Linked DNA regions of Sus scrofa: all the other regions are linked to region 1. The links are chromatin contacts, called in public promoter capture Hi-C maps. All regions are on one chromosome and are shown on one strand. The core of a region is the stretch at or near the end of the contact, and the rest is flanking DNA. Distances in the headings are between cores, read along the strand shown. Region 1 holds the start of AP2A1 (AP-2 complex subunit alpha-1). Region 2 holds the start of CA11 (carbonic anhydrase 11). Region 3 holds the start of NUCB1 (nucleobindin 1).

What was found. Promoter capture Hi-C pulls out the DNA fragments that hold promoters and counts their contacts.
Region 2: a promoter capture Hi-C map of liver shows a contact between it and region 1, with 4 times the contacts expected there. The contact joins the promoter of CA11 here to the promoter of AP2A1 in region 1. A contact is called at or near these places in 1 of 5 promoter capture datasets (liver) and 1 of 47 Hi-C or Micro-C datasets (liver).
Region 3: a contact with region 1 is called in a promoter capture Hi-C map of liver, with 2.7 times the contacts expected there. The contact joins the promoter of NUCB1 here to the promoter of AP2A1 in region 1. A contact is called at or near these places in 1 of 5 promoter capture datasets (liver) and 1 of 2 datasets of contacts at active chromatin or transcription factors (alveolar macrophages).

Annotation. Positions count from the first base shown.
Region 1 is chr6:54,784,084-54,788,778 of Sscrofa11.1, forward strand. It overlaps AP2A1 (AP-2 complex subunit alpha-1), which reads left to right and starts at 2,454. Exons shown (of 23, transcript XM_021094760.1): 1 at 2,454-2,682. The coding sequence starts at 2,616. It overlaps TSKS (testis-specific serine kinase substrate), which reads right to left and starts at 1,128. Exons shown (of 11, transcript XM_021094752.1): 1 at 625-1,128.
Region 2 is chr6:53,996,229-54,000,923 of Sscrofa11.1, forward strand. It overlaps CA11 (carbonic anhydrase 11), which reads right to left and starts at 2,416. Exons shown (of 9, transcript NM_001004038.1): 1 at 2,327-2,416; 2 at 2,162-2,236; 3 at 1,299-1,441. The coding sequence starts at 2,393. LOC110261016 (a long non-coding RNA gene) reads left to right here. Exons shown (of 3, transcript XR_002344719.1): 2 at 626-745.
Region 3 is chr6:54,184,664-54,189,358 of Sscrofa11.1, forward strand. It overlaps NUCB1 (nucleobindin 1), which reads left to right and starts at 2,491. Exons shown (of 13, transcript NM_001244488.1): 1 at 2,491-2,629; 2 at 3,018-3,154. The coding sequence starts at 3,029. TULP2 (tubby-related protein 2) reads right to left here and starts at 835. Exons shown (of 10, transcript XM_021094706.1): 1 at 330-835. The coding sequence starts at 408.

The DNA.
Region 1 (4,695 bases), core at 1,204-3,703:
ACTCTGGATGTCTCTCTTACCATTCCTCAAAAAGCAGACCAGTTCCAACCCCATTATTTAAAGGTGTTATCCTCAGGTAGAAACTTCTTCCTCCCTCATAATGAAAGGACTCCTCCAGTCCCTTGTGATGCATCTTCCCTAAAAAGAAATTTTCCCAACTCCTAGTCCAAGAATTTGTTGTTGCTTTTTTTCTCTCTTGGTCTTTTTAGGGCCACACCCTCGGCTTATGGAAGTTCCCAGGTTAGGAGTCAAATCAGAGCTGTAGCTGCCGGCCTGTGCCACAGCCACTGCCACACCAGATCTGAGCCATGTCTGTGACCTACACCACAGCTCATGGCAACACTGGATCCTTAACCCACTGAATGGGACCAGGGCTGGACCCCACATCCTCATGGATACTAATCAGTTTCATTACCGCTGAGCTGCAATGGGAACTCCTTGTTGCTGTTTTTAATGTTCTTTAAAGGCAGACAGCACCCCCGCCACACGCACCCCACACGCCCATATTAGGAATGGACTGTCCTTGCTCACTGAAACATCTGAGCAATATTTGTCCTCCTAGAATCCAGAATAGACTTTCCCAAGCCCCATTCCTGGAAACCCGAATGGCCAGATCCACCGAACCTGGAAGGTGGGCTCTTCTCGCTCTCCCCATCCCCCCAGGATTCAGAGTGGATGTTCCCAGCATGCAGGACTCTCTCCCAAGGCTCATTCCAAGAATACTCGAGTTCTGAGGTTGGAAGAGGCTGGCAGGGCTGAGTTCCTCGAGGTGACAGAATGGACTCTTCCAGTTCCCTTTGCCCCAAATTTCTCAATAGCCCAGGGTGTTAGAGTTCCGGGAGGCTTTGCCTTCCCAAAAGCCTGTCAACCAAAGAAAGTCTCCGGGGCGCCAAGGGGTGGTGGTTGGGCCAAACATAGCAGATCCCCCCATTCCTTTTAGCAACGTTCGTCAGTCCCCTTCTGGTTGAGGAGCTCCAAGTTTGGTGGAGAGACTCACAGTTTTGATTTGGTGTGTTTACTGGTGGTGTGGTTGCAAAGAAAAGAAAAAAGGCATTGCATAATTGGAAAACAGTTAAATGTCAGAGTTCCCACTGTGGCTCAGCAGGTTACGAACACAACTATTGGAGTTCCCATCGTGGCGCAGCGGAAACGAATCCGATTAGGAACCATAAGGTTGCAGGTTCGATTCCTGGCTTTGCTCAGGGGGTTAAGGATCCGGTGTTGCCGTGAGCTGTGGTGTAGGCTGCAGATGCGTTCAGCTCTGACATTGCTGCGGCTGTGGTGTAGGCTGGCAGCTGTAGCTCTGATTCGACCCCTAGCCTGGGAACCTCCATATGCTGCCAGTGCGGCTCTAAACACACACACACACACACACACACACAACACAACTAGTATCCGTGAGGATGCAGGTTCCATCCCTGGCCTCGCTCAGTGGGTTAAGGATCTGGCATTGCTGGGAACTGTGGTGTAGGTCACAGAGGGCCCCTGGATCCTCCATCACTGTGGTGTAGGCTGGCAGCTCCAGCTCTGAATCCACCCCTAGCCTAGGAACTTCCCTATGCCACAAGTGCGGCCCTAAAAAGCAAAACAAGTGGTTAAATGCCAAAATATACTTTAAACCCAGGCTCTGCCGTTTCTGAGCTGTGTGACCTTGGGCAAGTCATTCAACCTCTCTGGACCTCAGTTTTAACCTCTGCTTAATGCGACTAGACTTGAATTAGTGTTTCCTCCGCTCTGAGACACTCGGTCTCCGGACAAATTAGGTCCCAACATCTTGGCCGCTAGACAAGGGGTAAGGAACGTCTTCCGGGAAGATTTAAGGAGTAATGCGTGGTGAAGAGTAGGGAGAAAGAGGATCAGAACGACGCTTGCGCAGTAAACACCTCACGCTCTCCTGCCCCTCCCAACCCCTTCTCTGCAGCAGGGAATTGCAGGCGCTGCTCCACCTATCCCAGCCCAGCTGAGCGACAACCCCCGTTCTCCTTCGTTCTCTACGGATCGTGGCTCTCCTCCCGCCCCCATAACAGCCCAATCGGGGGGGGAGTAGGACAGGTCGGGCAAATCCCCAACGCCTGCGGGGGCGATCTGCCCATCTATTGGCCTCAGTCACCACAAGTCCCGCCTCCTCAAGCCCGCTCCCCCCGCCCTCCCTCACGTCAATCCCTCCCTTCTAGGAGAGCGACCGGATCCAATCAGTATTGGCCCCGGCCGCGCGGAGGGGGCGGTCCAACTGTACGTAACCTAACTCCGCCCGTCTCTCGAGCAACGCCCCGACCCCGCTCTCCCGAACGGAAATACGGGGGTGCTGGACCAATCGTAACGGCGTACCTTTGTCCTGCCACCAATGAGAGAGGGAGTGGGGATGAACCCGCGCCTGAACGGCAGTAATTCGAGCCAATGGGCAGCTGAGAGCTCAGGATGGCGGCTGGGAGGGGAGGGACCGGGGGCGGAGACGCGGCCTGCCTGCCCGCCCGCCCGCCCGCCAGCCCGCCCTCCCCCTTGGCCGGCTAGGCTCCTCGGCGCTGCTTGGGGTCCTTTCCTTCAGGTCCCCGCCTGCCAGCCCCCGCTGCGCTGTGCCCTGCCCGGCCAGGCCTGGAGCCGACACCACCGCCATCATGCCGGCCGTGTCCAAGGGCGATGGGATGCGGGGGCTCGCGGTGTTCATCTCCGACATCCGGAACTGTGAGAGCGCGGCCGGGGGACCCTGGGCGGGGGAAGCGTGGAATTGAGGGGCTCGGGGGTTACAGAAGGGCCTAGGGGATAGAAGTCCATTGGGGTCGTAGAGTGAGAGGATAGAGAGGCCGCGGGGGGAACTTTAGGGTGGGGGTAATGGAGGGTCTTAGAGTGTCTTACTGTGCCTCTTCAGGTGACGACACGGAGTGGCTAGAGGCGTCCGGGAGGGTCTTAATGAAAAGGACGCTAGTAAAGTCCCGGAGATGGGGCGTAGAGGCGTCCCCTGGGGATGAAAGAAAGCTAGGAGATCGCATTAGCCATGGGGTCAGAGAAATCCCTGATGTAGACAGAAAAGAAAGGAGGTGCATGGCTGGGTGGTTGGGGGTACCCTGTGGAGCGATAGAGTGGGAGGGGGCCAGTGGGAACGGGGAGACCTGAAACACAGGAAGCCAGGCTTGAGAGCTTGGGTGAGGGGGTGTCATAGAGGGGAAGGGGCTAGATAGGTCACCGAGGTGCCCAGCTCGTTTATAGTTTATAGAGAGGACTTTAGAGTGATAGAAAGTCCCAGGGGTTTGGGGAGGAGGGATGGGAAGGTGGGGGACTATAGCGGGACCCTGGTGAGGGATAGAGGGGCTCCAGGATGGAAGATTTCTTAGGAAACACGGAGGTCAATGGAGAAGGAACAAGAGGGGTTACTTCGAGGCGCTTCCTGCAGGTGGAGTCTTTGGAGAGCCTGAGACAGGGGCCTGGGGGGCTTGGAAAGGAGAGGATATTACAATGTGGGGGCTTAGAGGATGTGCCAGAAGCAGGAGAACCCCTATTTCAAAGAAGGGGTTAGGGGCCTTAGGAATTTGTGAGGAAGAGATCTGGGAAGTGGGGGATGGAGGAAGCCTGGTCCCAGAGCAGGGTCATGGGTCAGGGAGCAGGACAGGCCTGAATCTGGAGCCCTCTCCCATCTGACCACATCAATACGGGGACAGTGATCACCAGCAGGAAGGATGGTCGTGACTATGGGAGGCCTGGTGCCAAGTCAGCGCCCAGCTCCTGGGAGCGGGTGTTGGCGTTTAGAGCTGCCAAGAGCTTCAGAGGCTGTATCCGCACGGGCTCTGGGGTCAGCCAGGCTTGAGTTGGTGTCGGAGCGCTGACGCTTCCTAGCCCTGTGACCTTGAATTGAGGGACTCTGTTTCCTCCTCTGTCAGGAGGGACTGCTGATGGCACCTTCCTGATGAGGCTGTTGTGACGCCATATGTGAGTGAGGCCTTTTCACACATCCCAGGCTCTAGATAGATCTTGGCTTTTCTTCTGGTTATTTGGCTGGATCTGAGGAGTGGCCTCTGCTGGGTGTCCAGTGATGATTTGAGAGTTTAGTAGGTATGGAAGGATCTGGCACATAGTAGGTGCTCAGTAAACAGGAGGTGTGGAAACTGGTATCAGGTGGCAGAGAGACAGGCAGGGGTGTTATGAAAGGGGCGGAGCTTTGAGGGGTTGGGGGTTGGGGGGGCAGTTGTTAGGAGCCCAGTATATTGCCTCTGAGAGCTACCCTGTGACCCTTGGCAAGTTATTCAGCCTCTGGGAAGCTGTTTTCTTGTTGTGCCGACTCCATTGATAAAAGCATCCTGCCTCTGAAGGTTCATTCATTCATTTGACACACGCTTTTTGATCACTCGGGGTGCCAGACAGTGTTCCGGGGTGGGGGTGGGGGGGCTTCAAGAGTGCACAAAGCTTCCTGCCCCTGGGAGCACCCATGCCATGAGGGAGGTAAAAAATAGAGAACCACAGTGTCAGCTGATGACTAGAGCTGTGACAAAAAATAGGGAAGGGGAGTGGGGGAAGGGGGCCAGGACCTCAAGGGAGTGAGCCCTGCAAATTCTGGAGGAAAGAGGGGTCCCAGCAGGGAACCGGTGCATTCAAAGGTCCTGAGGTTGTGGCACACTTGGCGTGTGTTCAAATTAGAGCAGGGGGCTGGCGTGGCGAGAGAGGGAGGGAGGTTGGGCGGAAGGTAAGGGCAGAGGAGGGACAGGG
Region 2 (4,695 bases), core at 1,166-3,665, 790 kb before region 1:
ACAGACCTGAAGGATAAGGAGGAGTTCATTGCAAGGAGCAGGGAGAAGGGCATTCCAGAGGAGGGAACAGCAAGTGCAAAGGCCCTGAGGTAGCCTATTTTAGAAGCCAGTGGGAGGTGTTCCCATCATGGCGCAGCAGAAACGAATCCGACTAGGAACCATGAGGTTGTAGGTTCCGTCCCTGGCCTTGCTCAGTGGGTTAAGGATCGGCATTGCCGTGAGCTGTGGTGTAGGTAATGGATGAGGCTTGGATCTGGTGTTGCTGTGGCTGTGCTGTAGGTTGGCAGCTGTAGCTCCGATTAGACCCCTAGCCTGGCAACCTCCATATGCCGCGAGTGCGGCCCCAAAAAGCCAAAAAAAAAAGAAGAAGAAGCCAGTGGGACCAGAGCCCAGTGAGCAAAGGAGAGGGTGGTGATGGGAGCCAGATGGTGCAGGGCCTTGTGGGCAACAATGGGGCACTTTGTATTTTTATTTCAATAATTGAATATATATATAACACATTTGGCACAGTGCGGGGTACACGGTAAATGCTGTATAAGTGTTTGCTGTTACGACTTATCCTAATAGAAGGATTTTGAGCCCGAGAGTGGTATGATCCAGTTTGTGTTTTTAAACATCTCTCTAGCTGTGGGATGGAGAATGGATTGCAGGAGGCAGAGAAGCAGGCCAGCAGGGATTCTATGGCATCAATCCAGGTGCAAGATGATGGCAGTGGAGAGACCAGAAGTGAAATGCTATTTAGCAGGTAGGCTAGAAAGGGCACCGGTAGCAAGTGGGAGTGAGGGAGGAAATGGGAGGGGGAAGAGCTCGGAGACTTGGCTGGGGCCACTGAGTGAAGGGTGGTGCCAGCTCTTATAAGAAACAGTATTGCAGTGGAGGGAAGAGCATGGATTCTGGGACCACACTGCCTAGGTCTGAATCCCAGCCTTGGCACTCTCTAGCTGTGTGACCTCAGGCAAGTGACTTCACCTCTCTGTGCCTCAGTTTCTGCATCCCTAAAATAAGAATAACAATAGCATCTATTTCATGGAGTTGTGAAGATGAGACGATTTATCAGGTTCGAAAACAGTGCCTGGCACGGGAGATGGTCTGTCTTACCATTGCTTCCAAGAGATGGAAAGACTAGGAGGCCATGTTTGGAGAGGGAAGAATCAGGGATCCATTTAAGGGTGGACAGCGCCTCCTCTCTGCTCAGTGTAGGGCTCCTTCCCCCAGGCTAGCCTCCCAGCTCATGCCCCACCCCCGACCCCAACTCAAGCCCAGTGGGGTTTGGTAACCCCTCCCAACAGGCCACTTACCTTCTCTCCCCCAGTGCTGAGTCTCAGTGGGGGCAGAAAGGGGTCGTAAAGGACCCTCTTCAGCTCCACATCCACAGGGCTCTGCCGCTTCCCCACAGCACACAGACTCCAGGCTGCGTTCACCAGGCCCCAGAAGGGAGGCCCTGGGAGCAGAGGTGGGGCAGGGAGGAAAGGGAGTCAGAAGTAGGGACTAGATCTCAGTGCTGGGATCTGCTGGGAAGGCTGTGGTTTCCTGACTTTGAGGGAGGAGGTGGCTGAAATGCAGAGTCCTGGGTCCTAGAAGACTCTTAGAGGAGTTTCCTATACCGCCCCCCTACCCCCAACACCTCCAAGCCTCTCTTTGATCAAACCTATCATCAATGGTCTTTGGGGAAGAAACTACAACTCCCAGCAGTCTGTGAGGTGGCCAGCCTACCCATCCCCTGCCTGCTTGCCCCAGAGCCCATGGGAGTTGTAGTTCTTCAGTCTCCCTTATCCCACAGCTGGTTGATGAATGTACTGGGGAGAAGGAGTTGCAAGAGAGGGCTGGACCAGGTGGAGAACCGGGCCCCGAACCTCTGGTTCTCAGTACGAGCCAGGACCTACCTGGTCTTTCCCAGCAAGCACACACACACTCTTCCACCCCCACACTCCCTTGCCTTCCACTCACTCCCACTCCCGACTCGAAATGCGCATGTATAATGTCCCATGCTGAGCCACCCGGGGTCAGAGGCTGGGCCTCCGGAGGGAGGAAGGAAGGGGCTAGGACTCCTGGGTCCTGGGGATGGGGGGGGGGGCGGGGGGGGGCAGGGGAGGAGCGGACTCCGGGGTCTCAGGAGGAAAGCCTGGCTGCCCAGACGCCTGGGTCCCCGCCCTGGCTGCACCTGGCACGAAGTTTCCCTGGAGATTATCCTTGTAGCTCCACCAGTCCTCTGGGTCAGGTGCGGGTCCGATGTGAGCTGGGGAGACAGCGGCTTGAAACCCTCTCCTGGACACCCCACCCCCACCCCTCCCTGAGGGGCTCCTGCCCCGACCCCCCCAGGCCTTACCTGCCGCCCCCAGTACTGCCCAGAGTACCAGCGCTCGAGGGGCGCTCAGACGAGCTGCACCCCCCATCCCGGGGAAGCCTCGGGGCGACCCCTATCCCAATGCCCTGACCCCCAACCCCCCAGCTCCTTCCCTTCTCTGTGGAACCCCGACCCCCCAAGGACTTGCAGCCTTCCTCTCCTCCACACGGGGAGCCCCAGTTCCCAATTTCTGAGGCAGCCGGGGACTGAGACCCCCCTACCCCACCCACTCCCCTGCTCCTTCTCGGCGTGTCTCCTTCCTCGCCTCTCTCCCCAAGCCCTCGAGTCTCCCTCTGTCTCCCGGTCTTCCTACTCCTCTCCTCTGCCTTCTGCTTTTCCCTCGGGTTACCCCTGGGCTTCTAACCCACACCCCCCTCTTCGCTCTCTTTTCATTAAGCTCTCCCCAGCCTCCTAACTCCATGTCTCCATCCTGCTTCTCTCACCTCCTCCTCCTCCCTCTCTCCCTCCTCTGCTCCTGCCTCTTCCTTCTCCCCTTCTTCTCCTCCTCACTCTCTCCCTCTCGGCCTCCCGCTGCCCCCTCTCTCTCTCCCCCCACCTCCTCCTCTCCTGCCTCTTCTGTTTCTCTGTCTCGCTCTTCTCCCTCCCCCCCTTCTCTCTCTTGCTGTTATTTAATTTTTCTGTTGGGGGGGGCTCTCACAGCAGCGAGCACCCCTCCCTGGGCTGGTGTGTGTGGGTGGTGGTGGAGGGAGTACTCCCAGGGGCAGGATAGAGAGGTTGTTGGGGGGGGGGACTCGTCCCCAGCTCCCAGCCGCGCTGGGGCCACGGGGGCGGGGGTGGCCCGGACACCTGGGGCCCAAGAGCTGGCAGTTTCCATCCTCCGCAGAAGGGGGAAGGGGGGGGCCCTTAAGGTGGAGCTGGGAGAGTCCTCGGGTGTCTCCACGCTCAGGGCCACTGGCCCTGAAGGATCCGGGATCCCCCAGCTCGCAGGGACCCAGGTGCGAGCCTGCACAGCGCCTGCAGCCCCCCGCCGGATGCATCACCCAAGCCTCCACCAGGGGCTCCCTTAACCCGGCTAGGGGATCCCCTGGGAGACCGGAGTGCGGTGTGGGCCGCTGACCAGGAGGGGGAGGCAGAGACTTGGAGAGAGAGTGGGGGAGCGGGAGGAGGCAGGAGGAGGAGCCGGGGAGGCTGAGGCAAGAGAGCAGAGGTGAGGTCAGGGAGCTGCGGAGGCTTGAGGAGGAAGAGGAGCCTGAGATGGGGAGATTTGGCAGGAGACGCAGGGTAGAAAATAAACAGGCAGGGAGGTGGGGGCAGCCGCGGGAGACCAGAGAGAGGGGGAAAGAGAGAGAGAGAAAGAGAGAGAGAGACCTGGGACATACAGTGAATGCAAGAGATGCAGAAACTGATAAGATACACAGAGACAGAGACCCCCAGAATGACAGGGGGGAAAAAAATACAGAATGAGACAGATAACAGGTGGAGGCAGAGAAAGATACAGACACACACACTTAGAGATAGAAGCAGAGAGATGCACACTGCAGGTTAGAGATGGAAGAGCAAGATGCCAGGCCCAAGGTGGGTGGGGAGGGGCAGAAACAGAAAAAGATCTCAAGACAGAGGAGTTCCGGTCATGCCTCAGTGGTTAATGCACCCGACTAGTATCCATGAGGACATGGGTTCAATCCCTGGCCTCGCTCCATGGGTTAAGGATCCAGTGTTGCCTGAGCTGTGGTGTAGGTTGCAGACGCGGCTCGGATCCCGTGTTGCTGTGACTGTGGTGTAGTCCAGTGGCTATATCTCTGATTAGACCCTTCGCCTGGGAACTTCCAAATGCCGCAGGTGTGGCCGCAAAAAGACAAAAAAAAAAAAAAAAAAAAAGAAAGAAAGAAAGAAAGAAAGAAAGAAAGAAAGAAAAGAATCCGTCTGCAGGAGTGCCCTTGCGGCTCATCGGGTTAGGGACCCAGCATTGTCACTGGCAGCTCAGGTCACTGTTGTGGTGCAGTTTCAATCCCTGGCCCAAGAACTTTCATATGTTGCAGATGCAGCTAAAAAATAAATAAATAAATAAGGCAGAAGAAGAATCTGACTACAGTGGCTCGAGTCACCTGCTGTGGAGTTTCAGGTTTGATCCTGGCCCAGCACAGTGGGATAAGGATGTGGCATTGTTGCAGTGGAGACATACATAAGTCACAGCTCCAGCTGAGATTTAATCCCTGGCCTGGAAACTTCCATACACTGTGAGTCAGCCATAAAAAAAGAGAGAGCTTGACATAGAAACACTCACCTAGAGCAAGAGGCAGAGAGAGTGAGTTCCTGTTGTGGCTCAGTAGTTAACAAGCCTGACTAGTATCCATGGAGATGCAGGTTCGATCCCTGGTCTCGATTAGTGG
Region 3 (4,695 bases), core at 1,241-3,740, 600 kb before region 1:
ATTGTTTCAGGCCCCACCCTCCGGATGCACCGGACCCTAACACCAGCACTCTCCACGGCCCCGCCCCCAAACTCTCGAGGAACGGCACGCGTTAGATATCCTAGCCCAGGAAAACGTCACCCCTGGGCCCCTACAGGCCCTGCGCACTGGCCCTCCTAGGCTCCGCCCAAAGGTTCCGTCAGGCCCCGCCCCTGCGCTCGACCAAGTCCCCGCTCCAGGGCGCCAGCAGGCCCCTCATCACAAAGCCCTCTGGGCCCCGCCCCCACACTGCCACAGACCCCTCCCTCCCAGGCCTAGGCTCCTCGGAGGCCCTGGGAACCTTTCCTCACCTCTGCGGCCTAAGTGGCGCTCTTCCCGCCGCCACGGTCGCCGGGGCCGCAGGGCAGCATCAGGATTGGCCTGAACCATGACGGGCTCTAGGCGCTTCCGTCGCTGCTTCTTCTCAAACAGCCACCACTGCTGGAGCGGGAAAAGGGTACATGGGGGCCAGGAACCCGACCGGAAGACAGGGGTGAAGGGGGCCTGGGGCAACGGGAGGCCTGCATGGGTGGGAAAGTTCCAGAAGTCCAGGCCCTCAAACTCTCAGTAACTTCTTTCTAGATCCAGGAGGACTGACATCCAGTCCCCTCCTCCCCCAGGAGTCCTGCTCTCCAGAATCCTTGTTCTTTAGAAATGTTGGAGTCTCATCACCAAGGTTTGCTTCTTTAAGATCCCAAATTCCTGTTTTCTCATTTCCACTTGCAAAACTTGAGGCTCTGAGAAAACCAACAAGGACCAGGAGTTCCAGAGCAAGTCCTGGGGATGGAGCTCCTGGGGGTGTACGGAGGTTGGAAGAGTGAGGGTGGCAGGATTCCTCAGTACCGTACCTGCTGTTCCAGCTTCTGCAGCCTCAGGGCAGCAAGCTCATCACCCAGGGCCCTGAGAGAGGTGCAGGCTTATGGTGATGGCAAGCAGGGCACCTCAGTTTCCCAAGAGCCCCTCCCGTCCTTCCCCCTGCCCAGCCTAAGATTCTGAACACTTGTGAGGTCACAGAAGAGGCAGAACCTGAGCCTGCTGCACCAGGCTTTTTTTTTTTTTTTTTTTCCCAGGGCCACACCCGCAGCATATGGAGGTTCTCAGACTAGGGGTTGAATCAGCATCCTCCTGAATACTATTCAGATTCCTTTCCACTGAGCCACAACGGCCCCCACCAGTTCTGAAGCTCTTTCTTGAAGCACTGACCTGTCTAGAATCCAGGACTCAGACATCCCAGGCCCCTCCTGTCTCTGGGCTCCAAGCCCCCCCACTTCCTCTCTCAGACCCAGGAGGCTTCATCTGTAGCTCCCTCCCTTTAGGTAGGACCCAGAAGTCCAGGCCCCTAGCTCCTTCCTGCAAGGCTGGTGAAGAGCTGAGTGGGTGTGGGCATGCTCAAACTCTGAGTTCCCTCTTGCACCCCCATCTCCACCCCTGTCCATTCCATTTTCCCACTTACTTTCTCTTCCATGTACTATTCTCCTGAGACATTCTGGAGAAGCAAAACAAGCAGTCAGACCCAACATCCCAACTCTGTCTTCCAACACCTGATCTTAAATTTTAAATTTTCTCCTGGACCCAGGTAGCCACAAGTCCAGCACCAACATTTGTTAGGGACCCGGCAGCCTGATTCCAGCTGTCATCACTATCAGCAACCCAGGATTCCAGTTTTCTCTTCCCCAAATAACTATCTCCTATACCCGGGCATGGGAACTCAGGACTCTTTGGCTCGAAACACCCCACCCCCAGTGACCCCAGACCCCCTGCACCCACCTGCCTGGGATCCTGGAGACTCCCTCTGTTCCTCTCCTGCCTGGTGAGGCTTTTCACTTTTGCACTTCAGCGTCTTGCCCCTCAGGCAAATTTCTGAACATACCTGACCCTGTCTTTGGGAGCCGGGGAGCTAATGGAGCTAATCTCTGGGTCTCTAGGAAGTAAGCAGGGGAAAAAAGAGGGCTCAGGAGGTGGGAGGGGGATTCCCACTGAGACCTGCCCTAATCCCTTCCCTCCTGGCTCCCCACCCTCCACTTCTAACAAAGCAATGACTCTGGGTCTTTGCTGCAACTAGGCAACCCTGCGCCAGGGGTTCTGAATTGGAAACGCATGCAGGTGTTCCTTAAAGGGACCTGACAGAGGTTGTGTCGCAGACTCGCTCTACGCGCCTCTCTTAGAAAAGAAACGTACAACGTGACCTCTGCCAGTTACTACCTATCTGTAATTTACAGCCAATTCTCGGGGAGAAAATAAATGAGAAAACTACAACTCCCATGAGGCAGAGGGGCCAAAATGTCCGCCAAAGTGGACTCCTTTTCGTCCCGCCCGCAGGGCGTTGTAGTTCTCTTTGAAAATCTCCGTTCTTTGGCCTAAAAAGCAGGAAATGTGACGTCAAGAGGTAGGGCTTCCGAGCCAGAAGCCTAGGCTTTCGAGAAAAGGCCAGCGACTTCCACAGGGGCGGGGCCGCTAGACAGCTGCCCCCGGGAACCTGGCGCCAGCGTGGACCAATCAGGCTGCTGAGGGCGGGTCCTCTGCGGGAAAGTGGGCACGGCCTAGGGGGGAAATCACCAAGAACGCACCGGAGGTCCTGGCTCGGGAAAACGCCCTCTGCAGCGAAGGAGAGGTGAGGGGCTTGAAGGATCCTAGACGCTTTCTTGGGTCTTGGGGACAAGGGAGGCGGGGGACCAGAGTTTCGGAGGAAGACGGGCTGGGCACCAGTGCCTCTAGATCCTGGGAAGAGAGGAGGCTGGGGGCCTGGACCTTTGGGTCTGGGGAAAGGGGATTGAGATCCCAAACTCCTGAGTCTCAGCGAAGAGGATGCCGGAAGCCAGGACGCCTGGGTCTGAGGAGGGGAAGGCTGGGACCTCGGAATCCTGGGTCCGAGGAAAGGAGAAGCTTTGAGTCTTGACTCTTGGAAGGAAGGCAGGGAGCGGCGCTGGGGGTCCAGACTCCCGGGTCTAGGGGAGGAGGAGGCTTGGGACAGACATTTTCCACCTCTCCGTTCCCCGCAGACCACGCAGCCATGCCACCCTATGGGACCCTTACAGCCCTCCTACTCCTGCCACCTCTGCTGCTGCTGCACGCTGTTCTGGCCGTGCCCCTGGACCGGGGGGCGTCCAAGGAGGAGAATCCCGCGACCGAGAGCCCCGTGAGTGGCCCTGCCCTGCTTGCCAGCCAGGTGTTTGCAGTGGTACTACAATTCTCGCTCCCCCACCGTGGCCTCTGGGTGGCTACGGATGCGGCTTGGAGTTTCCCAGCCACTCTTTGCAGTCCCAGGGCTTTGACGTGGTGAAAAACATGGGGGCGGTTGTGTGTGTGTCTGTGTGAGATGCCTAAGTCCCTGACTTAGAAAATCAGTTTAGATTTTAGGTGAAAAATCTGCATCACCCTTAGTAAAAAAAACCTCTCCGCTCTTTTAAGACGCCCTCCCCTCAAGAAGGAATGGGGAGGGGGGAGAACTACATTTCCCAATAGCACCTTGAGCAGGTGGTGTTAGCTAACTGGCCTCATGGTACTCATGGGAGTTGTAGTTTAAATTATGATGGGCATGTACACTGCTCATTTATTCCAACGTGTGTTTATTAAACAGTGTGAAACCTTTGGTCTTAGGGAATTTGGAACTTTAAAGATCCTCAAGGCCAGTACCCTCACTTGTGACTCCTATAGCTGCCACTAGGAATGGGCACATCACTATCTCTGGAACAGATCGTGCCATGCTCTTGGGTGGCAGGTCCCCACCCAACTAGTGAGACCTTTGCTCTGTGAAATCGTTGCAGACACAGACGGGAAGCTGGTATCCTCTCTCCCTTCATTCTTTCCACACATTTCTTGAGCACCTTCTCTGAGCCAGGCACAGTGCCCCATGCCCTCACAGACCACCCTAGCTCGCTGGGAAGGCAAATAGCTGGGCCCTCTGAGAATGGACACCAGGAGTGATGGTCAAGGTGAAGGTATGGTCACTTGGGGTGAGATCTGAAGAGTGTGGAAGAATATTCCAGGCAGGGAGTTCCCTTCGTGGCTCAGAGGTTAACGAACCCGACTAGGATCCATGGGGATGTGGGTTTGATCCCTGGCCTCTCTCAGTGGGTTAAGGATCCGGCGTTGCCATGAGCTGTGGTGTGGGTCACAGACACGGCTCAGGTCCTACTGTGGCTGGGATGTAGGCCAGCGGCTGTAGCTCTGATGTAGCCTGGGAACTTCCATATGCCACAGGTGCAGCCCTATAAAGGAAAAAAAAAAAATTTAATAGAAAATTAAAAAAGAAAAAGAATATTCCAGGCAGAAGGAAGAGCCTGGGCAAAGGCTGCATGGCAGAGGAGAGCAGAGTGAGTAGAAGGACTTGGAGGAGGCCGGTGGAGCTGAAACAGAGTAAGAGGGAGATGAGATCAGAGAGGGGCTGAGGCAGATCTCAGGGGCCTTGCGGGCCAGGGTGAAGAATGACAGCACAGAGAGTTAGAAACACCAATAACAAGTTTAGTAAACCTAAAACTTGTACTAAGTACCGAGTTAAATATTTATCGATATTAACTCTTCATGCTCACAACAAAGAGCCCCTATGAGGTGGGCACGTGTTAACTTTAGAGATGAGGAAACTGAGGGACAGAGAGGTTGAAGTAACTTGCCCAAGGACTAAGGTTGCTAGACTTGGCAAATGAAACCACAAGACTCTCCTTTAAAATCGGATTGTCT